2 separate regions of the Oncorhynchus mykiss genome follow, and region 2 is linked to region 1. Evidence: chromatin contacts called from public Hi-C data. All regions are on one chromosome and are shown on one strand. Each heading gives the region's core, a stretch centred on a gene start, on an enhancer-like site or on the middle of the called end of the contact. The rest is flanking DNA. Distances are from core to core; before and after follow the strand shown. Region 1 holds the start of mgat4a (alpha-1,3-mannosyl-glycoprotein 4-beta-N-acetylglucosaminyltransferase A). Region 2 holds the start of mfsd9 (major facilitator superfamily domain-containing protein 9).

Region 1 (6,757 bases), core at 2,895-5,394:
ACTGTGCAAGCGATAATATTGAAATGGAAGGAGTATCAGACCACTGCAAATCTACCAAGACCTGGCCGTCCCTCTAAACTTTCAGCTCATACAAGGAGAAGACTGATCAGAGATGCAGCCAAGAGGCCCATGATCACTCTGGATGAACTGCAGAGATCTACAGCTGAGGTGGGAGACTCTGTCCATAGGACAACAATCAGTCGTATATTGCACAAATCTGGCCTTTATGGAAGAGTGGCAAGAAGAAAGCCATTTCTTAAAGATATCCATAAAAAGTGTTGTTTAAAGTTTGCCACAAGCCACCTGGGAGACACACCAAACATGTGGAAGAAGGTGCTCTGGTCAGATGAAACCAAAATTGAACTTTTTGGCAACAATGCAAAACGGTATGTTTGGCATAAAAGCAACACAGCTGAACACACCATCCCCACTGTCAAACATGGTGGTGGCAGCATCATGGTTTGGGCCTGCTTTTCTTCAGCAAGGACAGGGAAGATGGTTAAAATTGATGGGAAGATGGATGGAGCCAAATACAGGACCATTCTGGAAGAAAACCTGATGGAGTCTGCAAAAGACCTGAGACTGGGACGGAGATTTGTCTTCCAACAAGACAATGATCCAAAACATAAAGCAAAATCTACAATGGAATGGTTCAAAAATAAACATATCCAGGTGTTAGAATGGCCAAGTCAAAGTCCAGACCTGAATCCAATTGAGAATCTGTGGAAAGAACTGAAAACTGCTGTTCACAAATGCTCTCCATCCAACCTCACTGAGCTCGAGCTGTTTTGCAAGGAGGAATGGGAAAAAATGTCAGTCTCTCGATGTGCAAAACTGATAGAGACACCCCAAGCGACTTACAGCTGTAATCGCAGCAAAAGGTGGCGCTACAAAGTATTAACTTAAGGGGGCTGAATAATTTTGCACGCCCAATTTTTCAGTTTTTGATTTGTTAAAAAAGTTTGAAATATCCAATGTCGTTCCACTTCATGATTGTGTCCCACTTGTTGTTGATTCTTCACAAAAAAATACAGTTTTATATCTTTATGTTTGAAGCCTGAAATGTGGCAAAAGGTCGCAAAGTTCAAGGGGGCCGAATACTTTCGCAAGGCACTGTATATATATCAATGTCGTCGCTCTTGCTGCTGGCGATTCTGAGCCACCTCTACGCAGACAAAACCATTCTGTATACATCTGGCCCTTCTTTGGACACTTAAACCTCCAAACAAGCTTCAATGCCATACAATACTCCTTCTGTTGCCTCCAACTGCTTTTAAACGCTAGTAAAACTAAACACATGTTCTTCAACCGATTGCTGCCCGCACCTGCCCGCCCGACAAGCATCGCTACCCTGGACGGTTCGGACTTAGAATATGTGGATAACTACAAATACCTAGGTGTCTGGTTAGACTGTAAACTCTCCTTCCAGACTCACAATAAGCATCTCCAATCCTAAATTAAATCTAGAATCGGCTTCCTATTTCACAACAAAGCCTCCTTCACTCATGCTGTCAAACATACCCTTGTAAAACTGACCATCCTACCGATCCTTGACTTCGGTGATGTAATTTACAAAATAGCCTCCAACACTCTACTCAGCAAATTGGATGTAGTCTATCACAGTGCCATCTTTTTTGTCACCATCGCCCCATATACTATACACCACTGCGACCTGTATGCTCTCGTTGGCTGGCCCTCGCAACATATTCGTCGCCAAACCCACTGGATCTAGGTCATCTACAAGTCTTTGCTAGGTAAAGCCCCGCCTTAGCTCACTGGTCACCATAGCAACACCCACCCGTAGAAAGCGCTCCAACAGGTATATTTCACTAGTCATCCCCAAAACCAACACCTACTTTGGCCGCCTTTCCTTCCTTTCCTCTGCTGTCAATGACTGGAAAGAATTGCAAAAAAAAAAAAAAAAAAAAAAAAAAAATCACTGAAGCCTTATAACTCCCCCACTAACTTTAAGCATCAGCTGTCCGAGCAGCTTACTGATCACTGTACACAGACAATCTGTAAATAGCACACCCAACTACCTCATCCCCATGTTATCTTATGCTCTTTTGCACCCCAGTATCTCTACTTGCACATCTATCACTCCAGTGTTAATGCTAAGTTGCAATTATTTCACCTCTATGGCCTATTTATTGCCTTACCTTCCTAATCGTACTACATTTGCACACACTGTACATAGATTTTTTTCTATTGTGTTATTGACTGTAGGTTTGTTTATTCCATGTGTAACTTGTTTTTGTCGCACTGCTTTGCTTTCTCTTGGCCAGGTCGCAGGTGTAAATGAGAACCTGTTCTCAATTGGCCTACCAGGTTAAATAAAAGGTTAAATATATTTTTTTAAATACATAAAAATTGAGTGAAAAACATTCCCAGAAGAGTGGATGCTGTTATAGCAGCAAAGGGGGGGACAAAGTCCATATTAAATGCTCGTGATTTTGGAATGAGATGTGGACACATGCTGGTGGAACATACTGTACATGACCAAAAGTATGTGGACACCCTAGGGTCACGCACTATTTGTAAATGTATAAATAATTATTCAAAAACATAAAATATCCTCAAACCATCTAAAAAAAAAAAAAATTAAATACCGTGATATATGCTGGCCATATCGCACAGCCCTAGTTTTGAAGATGCTAAAGTATTATACAGCCAACAAGAACCTCATATGAAGTGCCTGTCTGTTCGTCTATCTATCAGTCACTACAGTAAGTTCGGTTATAAAACGTGTTGGTAGCTAGCCAGCCTGCTTTCCATCTACCAGTCAAACAGCTGTCAAAAACGTTAGCTAGCTAGGTTAGTCAGCTGTCAGTTATTGATTTATAGTAATGCAGTGGGAACAGCTAGTGGCTAGTTAACACAACAGCGTTCGCTTGCTTACCTTTGCCATTCTGCCAGGCTGTGTACCAAGACAGGCTGAGAAACGACGTGAAGAAAATGATAGCAGTGGCAACCGTTCCATTTCTGAGCCTCATCTCATTTCAGCGATTCTCTCAACGAAGCGCGGGGACCCCGGGGCCGGCGTGCCTCACTCAATGCCTTCAGGGTTTTCAATCCAGGCAGAGGTGCGTACATACAGTAACTCGCCTCGGGTAGTAAAGGAACTGAGGTTTGAGAAACTGGGCTGGCTTTAAATGTGGATTTTGTCTTTCCTAATCGTTCCCGGTCTGTCGCAGTGACTTGTCGATCTCTTTCCCTCTCGCTTGAGGGTGGCCAGTCACGAGGCAACCCTTCCTACACCGAGGCTTCTGCGCGTTCTACAATCTGAATCTCCCCGTGATGTGAGCATGGTCGGGCGGTATGCTTATTCACCTCCACTCAGTGGCAGTCGCTGCACAAAATGATGGAGAAACGGAAGATTAAAGATCCTGAACCTTAGTGTTGACGGTACGCCTCCTTGAACTTCTGCACTCTGATGATTCTGGGGATGGCAAGAGTAAGCACAATCAACTGGTTTGACACGAAGAGAACATCTGCATTAATCTAGATATCGTTATTTTCTACTTATCAAAGTTAAGCAGCAAACACTGAAAAAAAAATAATACTAACTTTATCTCGTTACTGTAGCTGGCACATTTAGAAGCTAGAGGGTAAGAGTTAAGGCCAGTCTTTTCTAGGAACCAGACCAATATGTGGTGGCTATGCTTCTCCACAGACCTTAACTAGTATCGTATTTACATTTGAGTCATTTAGAAGGAGCTCTTATCCAAGATAAGGTTAAATAGATTCATTAAGACACTGACTTAGTTACACCTACAGTAGCGGCTGGCAGGCTAATACATAGCTAGCTAGCTACGGTACCTGTCTGATTAGACGCTGGTTATACTATTGACGCTTCTTGAACATGAACTGATTAGCTAGCGTTAGCTACGTGATAGATAGCTAAATGGCAGTATAACAATTAAAAACGACGTTTGCTACACTTACCCTCTGGTACACTGTTGCAGTCTGAAATATGTGTATTCTCGAAGTTGACCAAATTCGTGTTTTGTCACGAATAATCATTGATTGGGGGGAAAACTCCTTTATCTGCAAACCATTCTGTCAGACAACGCCAGCGGTCTGCCAAGGCACGAGGCGCCGCCCACTCAAGACGCCGGTTGTTGCCGAGCATCAACACACCGCGAACTTGCGCAGCATTTATGGGATGCGCGAGTAAAACACACGCATCTCTTTCAGCATCAAAATGACAAAATATACCGTTTGTCAAAAAAAACTGCTACCTTTTTTTATAACTAAATATATGAAGCACTACTTTAGGACTGATGGGTCGAGCATTTATTTTGCGGCCTATCATTTTTGTTTATGTCTAAAGAGCGCCACCGTGCGTTCATACGATCATTCTACAGCTGCTAGAGAAATATGCATCTTAAGCATTGCATAATTATGCAGAGCATACCTAAATTAAGTGACCTAATGATTAAAAAAAATAGAACACTATCAGCTTTACTGGTAGAAAACACAAGCACATAATGCTTCAAAGATACAGCGAGTGAAAGATTGGGAGGACATTTCAATTATTTGACCAAATCATTTGTATTATGTTCCCAACATTGCATGTACAGTTTTACAATCTATAACAATGTATCATTCAACTTCTGCTTCAGATCATGCACAATGTCATTGACATGTACATTTTAAAAGATGTTTTCTTCAAACTCAGCACAAAATAGAAATGTGAATTGACAGTATGCGGCACTCAACAACATTCAATATCAAAGTCAAGATCTATTGCCCACCAGAGTCTACTTTAAGTGGATTGTTGATTTGTCATTTTCTAGCTGTTGAACCGAAGATTGTGAAAAAGCTTGGTGGTAGCATTGGGGGAAAAAAATTCAAAGCAAATAAACCATTCTGTACATTCAACAACATCTTTACATAAATAGGAACAATCTATATCTACTTGTCTTTATATTCACATTCTGTAGAAGCTTTCCCTTGAACTGTGGAAGCACTTTAATCAGTTAGTGCAAACTGGTTGATATGGGGGACATCTTAAATGTAGTTGTTACCTCTACATGCACCATGGTTAGACCACTCACACTCAGCCTAGAGAAGATCTAGAACTGAAAATCCCCACTCCCCATTTCTCTTAAAAAATATTCCAGAACTAGAGCTTTTAGATCCTCCCATTCTGTTATGTGTTTGAGTGGTGATGAATATGGTCTGAGGACAGCTGTTGTGGCACCTAGAGATGCTAACACACTGTCTTGTATTGGTACACGTGTGTCATATTTGGCACTGTGCAGTAAATTAATATAAACTGTGGATGAAGTTCCTCTCAGTAGGGTGTGGCTTTGAAGTAGTCTTCCAGGGGGATGAGTGACACCCCTCCAACCCAATCCTGGAGCCAGACCTGTTTGAGCTCTAGCTTCATAAAGAACCAGTTGTGTCCCACTGGCCATTTCCGCATCACAGGGTGTCTGGAGGGAGAGGACAAAAGACAGCATTATACACACACTAAACAAGCAGGCTATGTGTAGTCCCTGACTTCATTACTGGTGAGAGACAATTGGACAGCCAAACACACACAGAACATGTTCAGGGAGGACGAGTGATAAACATGCACACACACCTAGAGAACATGGCCTCCTGGGCAAACTCCACCTCCTCTGGGCCCACTTCCACCATCTTGCCTGTCAGGGTCAGTCTGGCACAGCGTGGGTCTTCAGGATCAAACACCTGCTGCCTGTGGGAACAGAGCACAATGTGTAACCATCACACACAGCAAGACTTGAAATGTGCCACTTCAACCTAGCACTGGGTGGGGACCCAAGGTTACCCACCCAAGAAAAGGAGGTGGGTGACACTCAGTCCTACCTGCAGAAATCTCCCTCTGCCTCTGAAAATGTGAGAGAGGCAAATGGGAAGCTTCTCAGGTCTGCTACAGAGTTGTCCATCAGCGTGACGTAGAAGTAGACAACTCCTGTACTGTTGTCCATTGGGCCATCACTGACCGAGAAAATATTCCCAAAAGGAAGGCCCTTAATCTGAGGATACAAAATAAAGTTGTTATACAATATGAAAACAAGGCTTAATAGTACATTGAGTGCTAATGTGCTTCATGGAGCAATTGCAATGCTGAGGAGAGGGCACCTTAAGTAAGTCTACAAGCTTTACTGTACCTTGTCTTGAGTGGAAATGGTGGCGAGATGTCCCCAGTCGCTGTAGTGGGCCATGTATCTGGCGGTTCTCGCCGTCTCCTGATGTGGGGGAGGTGAGGGGGCACTGGCGGGCGCTTTCACCTCCTCCATCCGATAGGAGAACACCCTGGACGCAGATGACACGGGCGCTGCATCCTCCTTTTTCGATTTGACGGTTTCTTTGGGCTTCTCCGCACCATTTCGTAACACAGAGGGCGGGTATGCCTGTTTCCACAGCCCGCTGTTGTCCACTAGCAAAGCGGGGGCGACCTCCTCCTCGGAAACGGCGTCCAGCTCTCCCTCCACCACGACATCGTTGGAGGCGACAGCCCAAGATACTGAGTTTCTGAGAGTGTAGCTCTCACAAAGGCACAGCAGCGCGGCAAATAATGCCAGGGAAAGATGATGTGACTTCATCAAACTGCTGGATATCTACTTTCCTTCTCGAGTTCGTCCTTCTGTCTAGGTGTGTGTTTACTGCCTCACGTGTATCTGTGGTGTTTTCATAACACAAGGCGAGGATTGGGCGGAGCCACAAGTTACACAATTGGTAGATGAGAATTGCCACAGCGCCACCCTCTGGTACGCCAAGGAAT
Region 2 (6,757 bases), core at 2,827-5,326, 150 kb before region 1:
ATATCATACGCACATACATCCACACGAACAGTAGATATCATACGCACATACATCCACACACACAGTAGATATCATACGCACATACTTCCACACAAACAGTAGATATCATACGCACATACTTCCACACAAACAGTAGATATCATACGCACATACTTCCACACAAACAGTAGATATCATACGCACATACATCCACACAAACAGTAGATATCATACGCACATACTTCCACACACACAGTAGATATCATACGCACATACTTCCACACACACAGTAGATATCATACGCACATACTTCCACACAAACAGTAGATATCATACGCACATACATCCACACACACAGTAGATATCATACGCACATACATACACACGAACAGTAGATATCATACGCACATACATCCACACACACAGTAGATATCATACGCACATACTTCCACACAAACAGTAGATATCATACGCACATACATCCACACAAACAGTAGATATCATACGCACATACATACACACGAACAGTAGGTATCCTAAACACATACTGTATCATTACCCAGCCGACAAAGATTATGGAGACCATGAGAAGCACTCCCTGTCCTCCCCCAAGATTAGGGAGGCCGTGAGAAGTACTCCCTGTCCTCCCCCAAGATTAGGGAGGCCGTGAGAAGTACTCCCTGCCCTCTCCCATATCTCTCAGTGGCCCCTAGCCAAGGTCAACAGCGAATTTTGCTCATATAATCTGTGTTTAAGATACTATAAATATATTTTGTACAGATATATTGTTTTACCCTAATTCTGACAAAACTACACACATCATTAATGATACTTTTACTGACTAAAACTTCACACATCATTAATAACAATTGTATTATTCGAATCAATTTCATACAATTATATGGTTTCTGGGTGGAATATTCTAATCATTAATTTAAACATATAAATTCCATTAACAGTCACTCTCCAGAGAGATGGAGATAACAGCACATCATACTGTTACTTTTTACATCATTAGTGCTAAGTGACTAGTGCTTTTTGATGTCGGTTCGGTTTTGGTTCCATTATTAAAAAATAATCACGGATTACGATTTTGGTTTTGATTATTTGGGTTGAATGCTGTATTATTTGATTACTTTATTATTTCATTCCGAGTCATCATCTCATCTTTATTGCACTACTGCCTATACTGTCTGACAAAATCACTATTTGTTAGTTCTTCAAAATAAATAAGGCAAACTTGTAATTACATTTTAAGTCATTTAGCAGACACACTTATCCAGAGTGACTAGGGTTAAGTGTCTTGCTCAAGGGCACATAAACTGATTTTTCACCTAGTCATCTCTGGAACAAACAACTTTTTGGTTACTGGTCCAACGCTCTTAACCGCTAGGCTACCTGCCACTGAAAGCCGACTATCAATCACTAAGATCATGCATTTTCAGGTAGAGATACCTTGCGAAGCAACAGCTGCTCTCTATATCCCCTTACGATCACGCATTCTGCTCAACACACATCACTTTAAACACACCAACAGCTGTTTACATTTTGGTACACAATAATTACATTAATTTCCAATGAAATGCTGCGTTTGCCTTGCAGCATTGCGTTGCAGAGGCAGTTGCTGAACGTTCGGTGTGGTACATATGTTGGATTTACCGAACGTATGCGTCAAACGTAGACGGCTAGACAGAAATGGTAGCAGAAGGTAGCAGAAGGATGAGGAACTTTGTGCATACATATCCAGATGATATTGCATACTATTTTTTGCGCAATGACGCTGTCGGTGTGGCAGACGAAAAATAAATACAGACCGGACAAGTAGATGCACAATGGGTTATCGTCATTGTAGTTAATTACAACATTTTATGCGCCAAACAATGCAGAATATTGGCCTGTTGGAAACTACAACTCCCTACTACATAGCAAAGTTATGGCTGGATCTGATCTATCTCCAGAGAAGCTGTGAAATGAGCGCATTGAGCTCACAGATATAAACTAATGAAATGAAATTCAAATAATTGAACCAATGTTGGTCAATTAGTTGTTTAAAAACCAAACAATAACTGAGATTTCGGTTAATTGCCAGCACTATACATCATACTGTTACTTTATTACATCATACTGTTACTTTATTACATCATACTGTTACTTTATTACATCATACTGTTACTTTATTACATCATACTGTTACTTTATTACATCATACTGTTACTTTATTACATCATACTGTTACTTTATTACATCATACTGTTACTTTATTACATCATACTATTACTTTATTACATCATACTGTTACTTTATTACATCATACTGTTACTTTATTACATCATACTGTTACTTTATTACATCATACTGTTACTTCATTATATCATACTATTACTTTATTACACCATACTGTTACTTTATTACATCATACTGTTACTTTATTACATCATACTGTTACTTCATTATATCATACTATTACTTTATTACACACAGACGGAGCGCATTGGCGATCTCAGGCAACAGATTACATTTATGTTGGTCTTTAAAGCACTTCCCATCATGTAAGCCGACGGAGACTGATAGTTTGTACAGAGCTTGTATTTGTGTATGCACCATACATTAGATAGTCTGCTGTGTGTCTCCCCTGCATGTTTAGTGTGTGTGTGTGTGTAGTTATTTGGGAACTATCAGTGTCTCAGCTGTTCAACACAGTGTACACAGCAGCAACCTGATATCCACACTCCACACCCCTTCAGTCCCGCTACACACCATGGGTAAACAAAATTCCACTAGACATACTGTCTATAAACAGAGGCTGACTTAGCTTTCCCACTGTGTGTGTGTGTGTGTGTGTGTGTGTGTGTGTGTGTGTGATCAGATCAGCTAACCTGATACCTTGGGAAAATCTCCATTGCATTTCCTTGATTTGTGCGTAATCTCATCTCCTTTTCAAAATTCATTGGACGAGAAGGTCCCACTGACCTTTTCATCCAATGGGCATTGAGGAGGCGAGGAAAGAGGAGTCAGAGGATGCAGGGAATCAAGGAAATGCAACTAAGATTCTCCCCTGGAGAACTCAACCTCTGGGTCCCTGGGCCTGAAGAAGATGAGAATGAGGAAGAGAATGCCTTCATCTACCTGCTATGACAGTGTGAAATATGCCAGTGATAAGTCTGTAAGTCCATATCTTTGATGAAACAGATGCTAGAAAAGTGGAATGCATAGTGAGAAGGGGCAGCATTTAATGTTCCAGCCGAGTCCAGTAGGTGGAGTAATAGCAACCGTAAACTGTTCCTACTTTTACCACTTACCCAATCACAGACATGCCTTTATTGTATGCTACAGTGTTATTGCATTTTATGAACAATCTTTCTACCTGTGACAATGTGGCTTTGTGCCAACATTGCACAGTCAGAACATGTAATTCTCAGCAAGTGCAACTCAATGGTAAATACCTGTAGTACACTGAAAATAATATTTGATGCTGGATCTATTTGTATATATTCAAGTTGACTGCCAGACAGTGACCACCATGCTGTAAGTAAAACACCTGGCTTTACCTGGAAGATTGCTGTCCAGTGCATGCCATATGTCCCTTGGCTGTCAGACACATAACTTTATTTATCACACTACCTATTTAAGTAATGACTTAATAATTGCAAGCAGGTTTGTGCAGTGATACCAAGTGAGACTGAATGTATGCAGAATAACAAAGAGTCCCGAATATAACAATAGATACTTTCTATTATATTGTATATATGATTTTATATTATATTCTAGGCTGAGTGTCTTGTTCCCATCAGAGCTGTATGGTGCCCTTGTGACTGACAACAATATTAAAATACAGCGCTTGGCCTTGTCTGACGTCAGGTCGATACCATCTGGTAGAGCTCTCGTTGCGCCAAATGGGAAGAGATGAGACCTCAGCAGCTCAAACATTTTTTTAATCCACATTGATTAAATGTAGGCTATTTTCTGTCGAATATGAAAATATTGGCAATTCATCAACAGAATGACTTGAGGTTCTCGGGAAGTTGAATCGAACAAGAACATCCCTGAAGAGAGCGATTATCGCACGGACCGGGGGGTGTTCTTTGTTATGGCCACAGAGTTTCTACACCCATAGGCGCAACATCGCGAGACTTCCAGGAACTCTTGCGGAACAGACCAAACAGACTACGCCGATGTTTGGGGTTGAGAAGTCAATGAAAGAAGTGAAAACATATTCCTTAGTTGTTAATCTTCTCGAAATCTAATTGCACAACCTAGATTCAAGGCAATATATTAAGTAGTTTAATATGTTGTGACTTCAATCTCGTGAAAGTGACAAACTTATAGCTTTTAAATGTCTTCAAAAAGTACTTTATATCGAAGAGGTGCCGTTTTTTTGATGGCGTGCACATGCGCAGTTCTGCAGGAGACGAACGTTAGACCCGATGACGTGTTTCTACGCATGAGTTTAGCTAGCCAACGTCGCCATGACATCGCCTACAATTGTGATCATGGATTTCTATTGGAGAAGCAGTTGTAGCCTATCTTCATACTGTACTGTCTTCGTTATGGTTGATCGGCATTGTAACAGCCAGTGAGCGCTTCCGCATTGACAATCGGTGAGCTGTCATTGCGGGAGAATGAATAACGCGAAATGTAGCATATTAAATCAGATACCAAGGAGACGAAAGCGGATTATACAATGTGTCTATGTGGTGGGGTTCATGGTAAGTGCAACATAACCTTTGTTGAACATGTGGCTACATTTGAGAACGTTTGGTATTGCTGTCATTCTTTCATTTCTTTCCTAAAAGGTTATAGAACAGCAGTCACTTTGGACACAACCTTACGGTTGAGGCAAATGAGTGGCGATGACATCAGTTTATTGATCTGTTGGCTGTAGTCAATTGTACAGAGGCTACATCATGACATTAGGGGCTTTAAACTATGTAAAATATTATTCTGGTTTAGGCGGCTCCTTGCTCCATCATGACATTTGAGAACCTGACCTGCAGCTGTATTAAACAGCCTACTCGATTGTTCTCCAGTCACTCAAATGCTGATCCAGCTATTTTAGAAGAGGCGGGTTGAGCCCTATCATAGCACTGTCAAAACAACCTGTCCAGCAGAATCCAGTCCTTGGAAATCTGAGTTCGCCTCAGAAGGATTTGTTATTCTGAGATGCTCAGGGTGTTCACAAGAACATCACACTGACTCTGTAAAACTCAGTAGGATAAACATAAATATCCTGTTGTACAGGATTAGATTGATGTAATGTTTATTTAATCTGATGTGGATTTTGGACTGGACACACACTTAGCATAATGTAAACTCACAGAACTGGAGTGACACAGATCATTTTGAAGACATTATATTGGGGAATGCTAAACGTTTTCTGTGTGTAATGCTATCCAGATAAAAGGAATGGAAGTGAATGCTGCAGAACATCTCATGAACATCTCATGAACATTCTCACCCAAAGAATATTCCCCTGTGAACGCTCTCTCTCTCTCTCTCTCTCTCTCTCTGTCTCTCTCTCTGTCTCTCTCTCTCTCTCTCTCTCTCTCTCTCTCTCTCTCTCTCTCTCTCTCTAACACTATTTATTTATTTGACATTTTAGTCATCTAGCAGATGCTCTTATCCAGAGCAATTAGGGTTAAGTGCCTTGCTCAAGGGCACACACACCGTATGTTTGTGCCCAGTTTGAATACAGAAGTAGAGTTTGAACTGAGGAAAATCAAACAGTTAGTTTAATGGGTGGGGCTGTGAGACAGCAGGAGCTACAGTGTGACTTCAATCAAGTCTCTGGCAAGAGCCTCTCTGGAGATGGCCTCATAAATGCAGATTAACAGGTTCGGAGAGTGTCTATTTCTCTCCTCAGGCCCTGAACTCTCTCTGTTGCACACTCACTAAACATCAGGCTAGAAAAAAACTGGTATACCCTAGGTCTCTAGCTGATCTCTCTAACTCCAGCCACAGAGCAGCCATGAAGATACCAGCCCATCCACAGAGAAGAAACTATCTCCAACAACACTGGTGGTTTGTCATGCAGTTGCTTCACTATGTTTGATTCAGTCATTGTCCTTTTGAATAAATCAGTTCCACAGACAAAACAACTGAATCTCTAATGCCTCATTACCCTGCTGAATATAAGTTGCAGCGTTTGTGAACCCCACCCTTTATAAACAGTTAGAACATTTTAAAGCAAGGGCACACACACATGCACTAACGTTGATGCATGCTGAATATTAGAAAGGGTAATTTGTCAGGCCGGTCACATTAACCCTTAATGTTATTGATAGGTCAACCCTATTGATAGGTCAACCTCTGATCATGATACACATCATTCAACTGCTTCCTGGATTTTTGTTTTTGGTCATTGTTTGTTTACGTGTCTATTTATTGTCTATGACAATGCGGTTACTGTAGCTCAACAGGGTTTAAACTGAATGTACACCTACTGCGGTCACTCAAGTCTTTGGTGTCATTCATCATTTTTTTTTCTTCTTCTCTCTCTCCTCACCAGGACCTGTTTGGGGTGAGCATGATCATTCCCCTGCTGAGTCACCATGTCAAGGCGCTGGGGGCCAGCCCCACCGTGGCAGGCTTAGTAGGTAGGTGGGATGATGATGATGATGTAATACATTAAATATGGAAGAGTTCACATCAGTGCCAAAGTTTGTAAGATGTTTTCATACAGTACATCAGACGGGGTGGTATAATTTAGCAGGAGCAGGCAAACCAATACATTGTAAAATTCATTTTAATGCATTAAATATTGCCAAATATTGTATGGAAC

What was found. Hi-C and Micro-C count contacts between places; a contact is called where the count stands out from the background.
Region 2: a contact with region 1 is called in a Hi-C map of liver, with 3 times the contacts expected there. The contact joins the promoter of mfsd9 here to the promoter of mgat4a in region 1. A contact is called at or near these places in 2 of 3 Hi-C or Micro-C datasets (blood and liver).

Annotation. Positions count from the first base shown.
Region 1 is chr22:8,025,303-8,032,059 of USDA_OmykA_1.1, reverse strand. mgat4a (alpha-1,3-mannosyl-glycoprotein 4-beta-N-acetylglucosaminyltransferase A) reads right to left here and starts at 4,144. Exons shown (of 17, transcript XM_036958610.1): 1 at 3,946-4,144; 2 at 2,900-3,439. The coding sequence starts at 2,993. It overlaps creg2 (protein CREG2), which reads right to left and starts at 6,697. Exons shown (of 4, transcript XM_021578789.2): 1 at 6,144-6,697; 2 at 5,839-6,008; 3 at 5,594-5,707; 4 at 4,536-5,441. The coding sequence starts at 6,578. The coding sequence ends at 5,300.
Region 2 is chr22:8,171,197-8,177,953 of USDA_OmykA_1.1, reverse strand. It overlaps mfsd9 (major facilitator superfamily domain-containing protein 9), which reads left to right and starts at 4,076. Exons shown (of 6, transcript XM_036958616.1): 1 at 4,076-4,685; 2 at 6,485-6,572. The coding sequence starts at 4,599.